2 separate regions of the Ovis aries genome follow, and region 2 is linked to region 1. The links are chromatin contacts, called in public Hi-C maps. All regions are on one chromosome and are shown on one strand. The core of a region is the stretch at or near the end of the contact, and the rest is flanking DNA. Distances in the headings are between cores, read along the strand shown.

Region 1 (6,052 bases), core at 2,174-4,673:
GAAGGAGATACAACTTGGGGCTTTTTAAAAATATCTGTGGAGAGGTTACCTTGACTACTGAGAGAGACCAAAACAGAGAACCGAGGTGGAGAGCTTTTTTAACATTTGTATCTGTCCCCGGCACTTAGTTCAGTGCCTGAGACTTGGCGGGGGCGTATTCCATTAACAGTTGTTGAGTGAACAGATCCATGATGGAGTAAGATGCCGCCTTCCCCTCCATCTTGAGGACAGTTCTGATCTGGAGGCAGCCGGGCTGGTGCTTTTGCACGGAGGTGGAGCAGGGAGAGGGGGCGCTCCATCCTGTGGGCAGCACGGTGTTTCTCAGCCTCACAGATGTGTTCCAGTGGCTCCCTCTGATGTGATATTTTGCTTGAGGCAACTTCCATGTTGCTCCCAGGAGCCCCTGCCTTTGAGGCAGAGTCCCACCTACTAGCTGGGAGGAGGGGGTGTCTGTCTGGCTGTTACCTAGTGTCCCCAGAGATGGGCCAGAAGCTGCGCAGCCTCTAGTTGGCAAGGGGTTAGGGAGGAGCCCAACTTTGGTGTCCTGTTTTAACTTTTGAGGAAAAGGTGTGATCTCAGGTTCCTCCTGAAAAGATCAGGTGCCCTCCGAGACCTTTTAAGTTACGCACAGCAGCAGGTCTCCGCCTTAGAAGGGGTAGGTCTGCAGGGGGAGAAGCTGTGCCTTCTGGCCTCCCCTTGGTTTTCAACCCCGGCCCCAGGCCCCCAGTAGAAGCTAATTGGGTGCGAGGGGCCTGGGTAAAGGCTGTCTGAAGCCTGGCAAAAGGAGGGAGCCAGCTCCTTTTTTAAAAAGCTCTAATTGAGTTCTGAATCAGCCTCGCTGCCTTTGATCCCGCCTCTGTTTCCCACACTGCCTGAAAGAGCTTCATCAGCACTTTACAACAAGGGTGCGCCTGCTCCCCACACCCGCCCCCCCCTCCTGATGCTCTCTGCCGCCCGCCATCCACTGCTTGTCTCCTTCAGTTAAGATAATGAAGATGCTGAGAGATAAAATGTGTATTTAATAAGGGTGGGGGTAGGGAGGCGGAAAGGGGCAGCCAGGGCCTTCCCTAGTTTGGGGCCCAGCCAAAACCGGGCTGGAAGCAAAGCTAGAGTAAGACTTGGCCCCAGGGTGTGGGGGTTTCTGGGCCTAGATCCAGTTGACTTCACTGCCTGCTGTTTGCCCTAAATTCCCCCACCTCCACCCTCTCACCCCCACACTCCTTTCTTTCCTCTCTGCTCACTCCCAGTGGGAAAAGCGAGTCTTGCTTCGACCTTATTTTCAGCTGGTAGCTTGGCCTACAGTACGGTGCCCCCTACCCCAGAGTCAGCAGCGAGGTCGGGCTAGGGCAGCCCCTCCAGCCTGGGCCTGTAGAAGCTGTGGGTTCACAGTGGGGGGTGAAAAAGAGCTGGAGTTAATGAAGACCGGCTGTAGTCTGGGTTCTGCCCACACTTAGCTGCGGGCCAGCCTTTGGTGGTGGTAAGAAGGATGAGGGTACGTGACCTCCATCCCTGGGCACAAGGATATCCTGTGGCAGCTGAGGCTGGCTCTGCTCTCTGAGCGTGGCTTTATCCTTAGGTTGTAAGAGAGTCGTCTGTTTCCCTCTTCCCCTGCTCCTCCCCTCCCCACTGACACTCAGCCCTTATTGAGCTTTATAACTGTAGTGGTGGCCCAGCTGAGATCTGAAGATCTCCAAGCTCTTCTGTAAACACTCATTAACTGCCTGGGAAGAACCCAGAGCCCTGGTTAACAGCTGGGAGAGAACTGAGGCACATTAGGGTGAAAGGCTTGACCTGAGCTCACCCCACCGGCTCCACCCTGGGGCCCTCCAAACCTGCCATCCAGCTCCTCTCCCCAGTTCCTGCCAGACTGACGCAGGGGTGGAGGCACTGCTGCCACCCTCTCCCCCTTCTAGGAAGAGGCCGTGCCCTCTCCCTTCCATGACTCTGTCCCTGACTTCCCCTGGCCCTTCACCCTGTGACGTTTCCCCTGCTTTGCTGCTGGAGGTGCTTGCAAAATGTTTACCAGGCCCTCTTCGGCCTTCCCTCCACATTTCCTGGCCCACCTTGCCCCCCAACCCTGAGTTCTCCCTTTGAGAGTTTGGACTATTCTAAACTGGGTCTGTAACCTTGAAGTTGCGGGCTTCCCTGGTGGCTCAGCGGTAAAGAATCCACCTGCCAAAATACAGGATTTGACCCCTGGGTCAGGAAGGTTCCCTGGAGAAGAAAATGGCAACCCACCTCAGTGCTCTTGCCTGGAGAAGCCCAGGGACAGAGGAGCCTGGTGGGCTACAGTCCATGCGGTCACCAAGAATCGGACATGACTGAGCGACTAGACAACAAAAACCTTGAAGTTGATCTAATGCTGAGGCCCTCTTGCCCCCTATTTATCCTAAATAGTACCTGGGAAAATACTCTCCTTTAACATATTCATTCTGGTAAAGCTTCAGGACCCAACTGAGGGCCAGGTAGGGAGCCCGAGTCGACCCCTAGGTTCTGCATCCCCTTCCTTCACTGACCGCTGCCATTCCTGCCAAAGGGTGTAACCCAAAGACTCCCAGCCCCACCGGCTTATCCTCTCACCTGGCTACGTATGTCTGCACAAGCCAACACACTCCCAGACACACAGGGCTCAGTCTAAGGATATAAAAATGCCAATTTCCAATTGCTACCTAAGTCATACTGCCCTTTCCACTTGCTAGAAATCAGTGTCTTCTTTCCCCTTGGCATGACCTCCTCCTCCTAGGCATTTAGGGGAGACTGTGCTCTGTCTAGGAGGGGGAGAGTAGAAGTGAGCTCCTGTCCAAAGTGACCACCCCCCTTCCCCAGATCCCAGGCTAGTTGGGAGTGGTGAGAAAAGCCATCATAACCCCACCTTCAGTCCCAAAGCTCAAATCCATCCGTTCAGGCCAGGCAGAGGCAATGTTTTCTTTAATTCTGTCCCATAATATCCTCAACTAAAATCTCCCATGTGCTGTGTATTTGACACCGGGGACTGTGGCTGTCCCCAGCCCATGACTCAGACCTCGTCTTTCACCAGTGAGTTCTTTCTTCCCCATCGATTTCAGCTCTGCACCCGCTGACCCAGTCACGGCTGGTGGAAGAGGGCGGGGAGAGTTTGGAGAGTGGGCTTTAGGACCCAACGGGAACCTGTGCCTCTTGCAGCAGCCTAACCCAGAAGCAGGGGGGAATCCTGAATCGAGCTGAGAGGGCTTCCCCGGTTCTCCTGGGAACCCCATCGCCCCCCGCCGGCACGTACCTGAGCAGGTAGGACCTCGAACACCCCTTCCCAATTCTGCCTCGGCCGCCTTCCGCCCGGCCTCTCCGCTTCTCATCTGACCGTTTCCCTCTCGGCAGTTCAGGCTTTCCCCATCTCTCCTCCCCCACGGCTCGCTGTAGTCCAGGGAGGTGGGGGCCTGGGAGCTCGGAGCCCCTGCGCCCTCCGGCGTCCTTGCTGCACGCCCCTCAGGCATTCCCGTTCTCCGCCTAAGAATGGAAAGTGGGGGTAAGGTCTGCCCGGGCGCCAGACCCCGCACCCTCCTTTGCAGTGTTTCCTAATCCCCCTTCCCCCACCTCACCTCGAGGGGAGAACTGGCACGCTAAGGTGACCGGGAGCGGGACCGGGAGACCGCTGGGGAAGCCAAGACTCCCTGGGGATTTCTCTCTTGCTTCCTCTCTGCCCTCCCTCCCCGCCCCTGAGAGCCCAGGACTTTGCCCCCCACTCCCTACTCTCCTTGTAGAACCAGTCTCCCCTTCCAGGCTCAAGGCACGTTGGAGTGGCCAAAGGCTGTGTGGGAGGGTGGTGGAGATTGTGAGCTTTTTGGGGGGGGTGGGGGTGACCTTTCCCTGGGGTGGGGGGAAGTTCTTTCAGGTTAGAGCCCTTCCCATCCTTGCCAACACCTCAACACCTATGGAAAAGCGGCCCCCCACACACCCACTCCGTGTGTGTGTGTGTGTGTGTGTGTGTAGACCATATGGTTGTAAGATCTATAAGCTTGGGATAGGGGTGGCTATATGCATGGAAGGGGAGAGATCCCAGAGTGCGGCCCAGGCCAGAATAGAATCAGCCCAGATGGCTGGGGAAGGGGGTGTGGACCAAATCAGGGAGGCCACCCAGCCATGCCAGCTCCCTGGGCTCCTTGGCTTTCAGAGCTCGAGCTCCTGGTGTTGCCCTGAAGCTTCTGCCCTCCTGCAGGCTCTCTGGGAGAGGGGTGGATGATACCTGGTGTTTTCGTGACTCGTTTGTCCCTCTCCTGGGGGGCTGACAGGCCTTGTTCTCTGAAGATCTTGGGCATCCCATTCTGGTTTGGTGGGTCGGCAAGAGGGGTGTATGACTTGTCTGAGTAACCGTGTGTGTAAGTGTGTGTATTGCCTCTGGGTGTAGCAGACTGGGCTGAGGAGCCATGGAAGGGACAGGTCACACTTTGAGGGAACCCCTCTAGCTCTCTGTGTGGTGGGTGGGTGGCGCACCCCTATCTGGTCACTCTGTCTAGGTGTAGGGTATGTTCTGTATTCCTCCATGATCCCCCAGATCCCCTAAGGGGTGCTTTTGGAGGAAAATGTGGATAATGGAGCGACTTCAGACTCAGTTTTGCTCTTGACCAAGGAAGGAAAGTAAATTCTGCTTGTGAGCAGTGGACTGAGAGTCAAGCCTGAATTTGAGACTCAGCTCGCTTATTTGACTACGTGCATTTATGCAGGTCTCTAAGCCTCTAGTTTCTTAATTTATAAAATTGGCTATTAGTAACAAGCCCAGCTTGCCTGATAGGGATGCAGCCATAAAGACCTCATAAGACGATGTATCCTACAGCCCAGTACAAACGGTAGTGGGTGGGGGTGTGGCGGGGTGGGGGGGCGGGGATGTGCTCCAGCATGGGATTCTTTTTCTAATCTAGGTCATCTCTCTGCCTTCAGTTTCCTCCCCCCATCCTTGCCCATCTCTGGGATGGAGGAACCAGGTTGTTGCCCTAGGGGCTGCAGAGTTCCCCTAATGCGGGTCATAGCTGGCTATCAGCTCTCTGGTCCTCTGGGGCTCCACACCTTCTCCCCTGAGCCCCGTCTCCACCTTCCTCCTGCCATTCCTGCTCAGCGTCCTTGTCCCTGTCTCTCCCCTGCCCAGTGGCCTCCTTGTCCGGCTCACTGGGCAAGAGCCCTAATCGGATTCGACAGCTGAGATATGTGTGGCGGCCGAGAGCAGGCGGGAGGGAAGCCAGTGGGAGGATGGTATGAGGGCTGCCCCTGGCACTGCCCAGGCCTCCCAGGCACCACCTTGGGCCTGCTGACTCCTGACTTGGCTGGGCCCCAGGGGAGGGGTGCCAGGGGAAGCTCAGGAACGAACAGGCTGAGGTCTGGAGATAAGGGGAGGGGGGAACACACGTAGGCCCCTAGGACCTCCCTGATATTTAGTGCCCTTAATAAGCACTTCGGACTCTGACAGGCTCTGATGGGAGGAGAGGAGAGCAGGTGAGAGCCTGGCTGGCCTGCCCTGCTTCCTGTATCCCTAGGGCTCTGCCTTCTTCTCCCTTCTTGTTCAGAAATGTGTTCACTTCCCCCCTGCAGCCCCTCTGGCCAGTTCCTCCTGGAGGGTCGCCTCTGGGAGCTGCTGGGGGCACTTGTGTCTGCCTCTCTCCAAGCTGTTTCCTCCCCTCCGAGGTATTTCTCTCACTCCCTCCCTGGGCCAGGAGCCAAGACTCCTGGGTTTCCCGCCTGCCTCCTGGTGCAGAGCTGCCCTGCAGGCCTCCAGAGAGTCGCTAAGCTGGTTTCCTTCCTCCTGCGCAGGGAGGGCCTTCTCCCAGGGCTTGGAGGTGTCAGGAGTCCCAGGTAGGATAGGGGTGGAGGCTCTGTAGCCCCTGGCACCCAGCGTCTGGCTCCTCCCTCCCAGCCTCTGACTCAGCTTGGGGGCAGCATATGCCCAGCCTGGCAGGCATGACCTGTTCTTGCCTCCAGGCTTCCATCTTTATGTGTGGGAGCCAAGACCTCTCCTCTAAAGCTTTTTTCCCCATGGCATCTGGGGGTGGCTACCAAAACCCCTCTGTCTGCACCCACACATTTAGGG
Region 2 (6,052 bases), core at 1,627-4,126, 35 kb after region 1:
GTTCCTCTGAGGCTGCTGGCTGCACTCTGGGGAGGTGGGGACTGGGCCGGGGCTCTGGGTTCAAAGGGCACAGTGGGAAACCTCAGAGCTGTTACCTGGGTGACAGGTGGGGGTGTGCTGGGGGTGGGGGGGTGCAGAGCAGAGTTCCGGCCCCAGAGGCAGCCGGCTGCTATGGGGTGGGCCAAAAGGAGGCCTCACTGAAACCAAACTGTACCCCTCACCTTGGGTCATCTTGCCCCCACCCCCCATCCTGCCAAAAAGCACAGTTTAAAAAAGCACATCTTCCAGTTTCATAAACAGCCTTTGGACTTGGCCTTAGCTCCAAATTTCTACAAGCCTTTGGCCCTCCAGTCAGTCCCTGGCCTCAGAGCTGTCTGTCCTTCACCCGGGCACCCCCTGTGCGTCCATGCCCCTCCCCTCTCTCAAGCCCACTCTGAACTCAGAGCTCCCTCTGTCCTTTCTCCCCCTGCCTTCTGGTCCATTGGAGAGGTTTGAGACTTGGGGGAGGTGGGCCCAGGGCAAAGACTGGATAGGAGCGGATGGGAGGGGGGTAGGTCAGTGCCTCCAGCCTCTGCTTATTGGGTCCCCTGCTTGTTGGAACGCTGACGGATTCTAGGCCACGGTCCCCCCCACATCCCCTTGTCCTTGACAACCCCACCCCCCACTAGTCTGGATTGTCTATTGTTACTCCTTTTACGTCTTGGAAAAAGTTAGCACAACAAAGGGCTCCTTTGTCGCTCACCCCTCTGCCTCCTGGCCTCACCCAGGCCCCCCAACCCTGCTCCCCCACAGCAGCTGTTCTCAGGCCTCTCGCCTGTCTGATTTGCTTGTCTGGCCTCCGGGAGAGTGAGGTGGGGGAAAACCAGGCCAGGACAGTTCGATTTGGGGTGAGGAGCAGAGTAGTGGGGGAGGGTCAGCAGAGGCTGGATCTCTGGGGGTGTTCTGTGAGCATCCACTGACCCTTTGCTGCAGGCTGCTCTACGGGCAGGGACAGGGACGCAGGGCCATAGCAGTGCTGGTCAGCGGGCTGACCAGGGAAGTGGTGCCCGGGCCCAACTAAGAGCCAGGAAAGCCTTGCCAAGGTTGTTGGCCTGGTTCCCTGTCATCGGCCGCCTGGCAGTCTCTGGTTGTGTCTGCAGGTAAGGGGGGAGGGTGGTAGCCTGCAGCTTGCCAGCCCCCCATCTGAGTGCTGCTTTTCTCTGTGCTTGGATTTTGGGGCCACATGAGCCATGTGAGATGCTATGAGGTGCTTGGGCTGGAACTCTGGGCCCTGCTGAATTCCAGAACCTCGTGTGCTGGGGTTTGGGGTGAGGCTAGGTAGGAGTCTGGGGTGTGGGAGGAGGTAGGGATCTATCTACTTAGGGAGGCATCCTTGGCCCTGGACCAGTGGACTTGGCAAAGGCCTCAGGAGGCTGCCACTGGCCCCTTGGGAATCTGGGGGTGGCCGGGTCACAGTTCCCATCCAGTACAGTGCACCCGGAGCTGCCCTTGCTTGAGGCACAGACAGCCCCCACCTAGCCCAGCCCTGTTCTGCCTAGGTGATGGGCATGGGGCCAGGCACTGGGGAGGATTCCGCTAGTGGGGGCTGCCCCTGCTGGCGGGGTCACCCTCCTGGCTGCCCTCTTGGAGCTGAATAACAAGAGGGGAGGGGGACAGTAACCCGGACATACTATGGACTCTATGGCCAGACAGACAGAGCATTGATGGGAACAGACCCCCTTTGTCATGCTTTCCCCCCAGCCAGGGTGCACTCAGAGCCATGGGCTTCCGGGACCCACAGGGACTCTTCCCCCGTCTCCACGGGGTCCCCCTGCTTCTCTGAGGGAGTCCCTGCCTGCTGTGCCCCAGTGTTCCTGACTCTGCACCAGGCCTTGGGTCCCTGGCCAGGGGTCGCTTGGGCGGAGGAGGGGCTGTCGCTGCTGGTAGTGGGGGTGGAGAGGGGAGCGGAAGCAGAGGGGTAGGGGAGTGGCCAACTTTGAATATCCTGTTGACCCCAGTTTCCTCTGCCCCCAGCTTCTGTCCTGGCCCCTCCCTCCTTCAGGCCTTAACCCCTTCCTCACCTGGGGGAGGTGGGACTGGGTGTGGGGGGGTGGCCAGGGCTGTGGACCCAGGCTGACACCTACACCTGGCCACCCAGTATAGTCACATCCACCTACTAATCTGATGGTTTATTATGTGATGTTTCTGGTTTTGAAGGTGGGGTCCTGGGAAAGTAGGCAGGACTGATGGGGTGCTGGAGGCGTCATTGGCAGTCTGGCTGGGGGGAGTGCCAACTTTCCCAAGACTGCCCCTGCCCCAGGTTGACATCTGGCAGCCCTGGGGCAGCTGGGAGAGGCTCCTGGATGAGACCTGGAGGCCAGGTGTGCGCCATGCTGAGGGTGGTGGCCTGGTTCTCTAACCGCCCTTCTGTTTCTAGCCATCGAGACCCAGAGCAGCAGTTCCGAAGAGATCGTGCCCAGCCCCCCCTCGCCGCCTCCCCTCCCCCGCATCTACAAGCCTTGCTTTGTCTGTCAAGACAAATCCTCAGGCTACCACTATGGGGTCAGCGCCTGTGAGGGTTGCAAGGTGAGTCCAGGGGGTCGTGGGGAAGGACAGTCCTGATTAGATAAGTGGGATGTTCCCATTGCCGGGTCTGGGGACTGTACTGGTAGTGGTGAATGTGGGGGTATCCCTAAAGCTGCTGCTCTAACTTCTGTGCGGAAGGTGGCAGCAGCCTTGGAGTAGAGGAAGCCTTCAGCAGGACCTCCTTACCATAGATGAGCAGGGGTCTCCCAAACCGGAGGTCCTCCTCCAGCCCTGACTCTGCCCCCAGCATCTCCATCCTCCAGCTGGCAGGGCTCACACCCGCTCTGCTCCCGCTGCCCGCGTTGCCATGGTGAACTGGCTGCCGACTGGCTCTTGGCTGGGGACCCAGGAGGCCTGCCCCTGGTGGCCTGCCCGCACCTCACCATGGCAGCCTGGCAGGAGGCCGTCAGGAGCAGGCGCCTTGCCTTGGCCTCTCCTTCAGGTGCCCGGGCTGGGGCTCCCCAGCGTCTGGCCGGATTTCCATGTGCCCACGTTAGGCTCCAGGGTGCAGACGGGACTGCCACCTTTCCGGAAGCTGTGGGCATGACCTTCCCGCTTCCTCTCCCCAGGGCTTGAGTCTCTGTATACCTGTTTCTTCCCCAGGGATTGGGGATCAGAAGCTGCACAGCTTTGGGGCTTGGGGCCCTACGGCTCCCTCTCAGTGTGGAGTGGCCACTAGGTGTGGGGCAGAGGTCAAGGGCAAAAAGCACAAGGCCTTGGACTCTGTCTGTCTGTCCGGTCCAGACCAGCTGTTCGTGGTCTGCCCTGGTCAGGCATCTGTCCATCTCTCTGTTAGCCCACATGGGCAGCCTCTGACCAACCTAGTCACCCTGTGATCTGTGCTCATCTGCCTGGTTAGTGAACATGTGTATTGCCGCCTTGCCTGTGAGCACTCATGTCTCCACCTGTCAGGCCAGGCCAGCCTGTGTGTGTATCTCTCTGGCCCCTCCTGCTTGTCTTCTTTTCTTGCACTCCGAGCCCAGGGCTGTGGGTTCTAGAGCTCTGTCTCCCATCTAGCCCCGTCTGCCCCTTTTCCTGACCCACCAGCAGCCTGTGGTCCCCTTCCCCAGGGTGAGGAAGCCAGGTCTATGTGCGCAGGGTGGGGGAAGCCCCCTCCCCATCCCAGTGTGGAGGCAGCAGATGCTCAGATTCTTCCCGGGGTATCCTTGTAGGTGTACCCTTCTCCCCGTCTTATCTGGCCTTCTCGGGTAGGGGATGGCCAAAGGCTTGGGGACAGTAGTCGCCTGACCCTCAGCCCTCGAACTGAGGCTATAGGCCAGCACTGCTCGACTGTGGGTGTGGCTGACCTGACGCCCTGCTCTCTATACCCAGGGCTTCTTCCGCCGCAGCATCCAGAAGAACATGGTGTACACGTGTCACCGGGACAAGAACTGCATCATCAACAAGGTGACCCGGAACCGTTGCCAGTACTGTCGGCTGCAGAAGTGCTTCGAAGTGGGCATGTCCAAGGAGTGTGAGTGCCACTGACGGGGCTGTGCCGCGCACCGGGCAGGGTGTGAGCTCCTGGCCCCTAAAGCCAGAGGAGCAGGGGCATGTGGATGAGCGTGTGGGTGTAAATGGACCTTACCGTGATGCGGTGCCTTGGCTCATGGTTGAGGACAGTTCATGTATAGCTGCACGGACCTGTCTGTCTCACCATCTGTGTGTCCATGGGCGGACAGCCCTTCCTGTTCGTGTGAGGCGGGCTGTGTGGGCTTGCTCACGTGTGTGCACGTGTCTGCCCCTGCCAGCTTGCTTCCAGGCTCTGACTGGCTTTGGGGCTGGGCTCGGAAGCATCCCGGAGTCCCCCCATCCCAATCGTGCATCTGAGGACAGGGGTGCTGCTGGGTATTTGTGTGCATGTGTTGGGGTTGCTGCAGGCACCGGGATCTAAGAGCCTTTGTCTCGTGGAGCCTGGGACCTGGAGTTGGAGGAGCGAATTGGGACTTCTCTAGTCCCAGAGGAATGGGGGTTTCCAGTTTGGGCTCAGCTGAGGCCCGATGGAGGGAAAGAAGGAGGGCTGGACAGGGAGACCCTCTTGTGTTGAATCATGGGTGTTGCCTTGGTGACCGGTGATTGATGATGTCAGAGATAAATGACGCTGACAGACGCCTCCTTGTCTGCGTGGCCGTTGCCATGGAGCCCGAGCCTTGGGGGAAGGGGTGGGGGAGGGGGCTGCAGGACCCTCTAGCCCTTTGTGGGCAGGGCAGTGGAAGAAGGAAGTGGGGAGGGGACATGGTTGGGGGACAGGAGCAGAGGGACCCTGAAGTACCCGGCCACCTCCTGCCTCAGGAGGAAAGGGCTGTGTTGTTCTGCAGCATAGGAAGTGGTGGCTCCACGCTGCAGAGCGGGAGACAACTTGGGACCTGCAGACCTGGGACCCTTCTCTGCAGGCCCAGCACCTCCTCCTCCTCTGCTTCTGCCACCTTCGGATCCCAGAGCTTTTCATGGCAGGGGGACCAGGGTGGGGCCCCCTGTCCCTCCCACTGCCAACTCCCCCTTCCCCTCCCTCCACCTCCTCCCTGGCTGCTCTGTGCCCCGGAGCTGAGCAGCTGCCATTTCAATAGAATTAAAGCTTCCGAATGATAAACGTCTTGTCACAGCTGCAATTTTCTCTTCCCAAATTATCCCCCCTCTCTCTCTCTCCCGCTCCCTTCTCTCCCTTGCACTTTATTGAATTTGCAGAATCGACATGAGTGATCTCCAAATTATGCCAGCTCCCCCCCCACCCTGCTACCCCCTCCCTGGGTCCCCCACCCCCCACCCTCTCTTCCTCCAGCGTCAGCAGCCGCCACCACTGGCCCCGTGAGTGATTGTGTGTCTGGGATAATCGGCTGGTAACGACCCCATCGCTTCTTTAAAGCCGAGTGGTGTGTGCGGCTCAGCGCCCCCGGCGATTTGTCAGCTCCCCCGGCTAATGGGCCGAGAGAGTCTCCCACCCGGCCCCCTACTCTCAGGCTGGGGAGCCCTACTCCGTGTCTGCCCGCCCAGGGAGCTGCTCTGAGCCCATCCCGAGCACTGCCAGGAGGGCCGGGGGCAGGGAGGCTGGGAGCACAGACCTGGGACACCTGCACACGGGCTTTCACCCTGGAGAGTGAGCTGGAGCAGACGCCCGGAGAGCGAGCTGGTCTGGGGCACGCATGCTGTGGTCACAGGCCCTGGGGCAGGCCTCAGCGTGAGGGCCGGGTGGGCACCGCAGCGGGGGGGGGGGGGGCCAAGGGACCGGCTGTGCGGATGTCCCGCCTGCCTGCGCGCTCACGTGTGTGCACTTCTGTGCAGTGACAGTTCTTAGTCTGGTGGGCGGAGCTTGGGCTGGGGTTGGACGGCTGGGGGGATGGACCACTGACCCCACCTGCCCTCTCACTGTGCGGCCTGGGCCCTCCACAGCCGTGAGAAATGACCGGAACAAGAAGAAGAAGGAGGTGCCCAAGCCTGAGTGCTCTGAGAGCTACACGTTGACACCGGAGGTGGGGGAGCTCATCGAGAA

The links. Hi-C and Micro-C count contacts between places; a contact is called where the count stands out from the background.
Region 2: a contact with region 1 is called in a Hi-C map of hypothalamus, with 7 times the contacts expected there. The contact joins the enhancer-like site here to the promoter of RARA in region 1. A contact is called at or near these places in 14 of 16 Hi-C or Micro-C datasets (blood, hypothalamus, liver and 6 more).

Annotation. Positions count from the first base shown.
Region 1 is chr11:40,299,751-40,305,802 of ARS-UI_Ramb_v3.0, forward strand. RARA (retinoic acid receptor alpha) reads left to right here and starts at 3,424. Exons shown (of 9, transcript XM_060395598.1): 1 at 3,424-3,502. It overlaps LOC121820693 (a long non-coding RNA gene), which reads right to left and starts at 3,779. Exons shown (of 3, transcript XR_009595592.1): 1 at 3,576-3,779; 2 at 3,257-3,483; 3 at 1-3,091.
Region 2 is chr11:40,335,260-40,341,311 of ARS-UI_Ramb_v3.0, forward strand. RARA (retinoic acid receptor alpha) reads left to right here. Exons shown (of 9, transcript XM_060395598.1): 3 at 2,417-2,565; 4 at 3,898-4,039; 5 at 5,953-6,052. Among named protein-coding and RNA genes, the nearest start is that of GJD3, 16 kb to the right of the region's middle. Within about 2 kb of position 2,877, at least 11 of the 54 cell types and tissues checked have an H3K27ac peak or open chromatin away from gene starts, as enhancers often do. A contact at or near this core is called in hypothalamus and muscle, where this site is marked.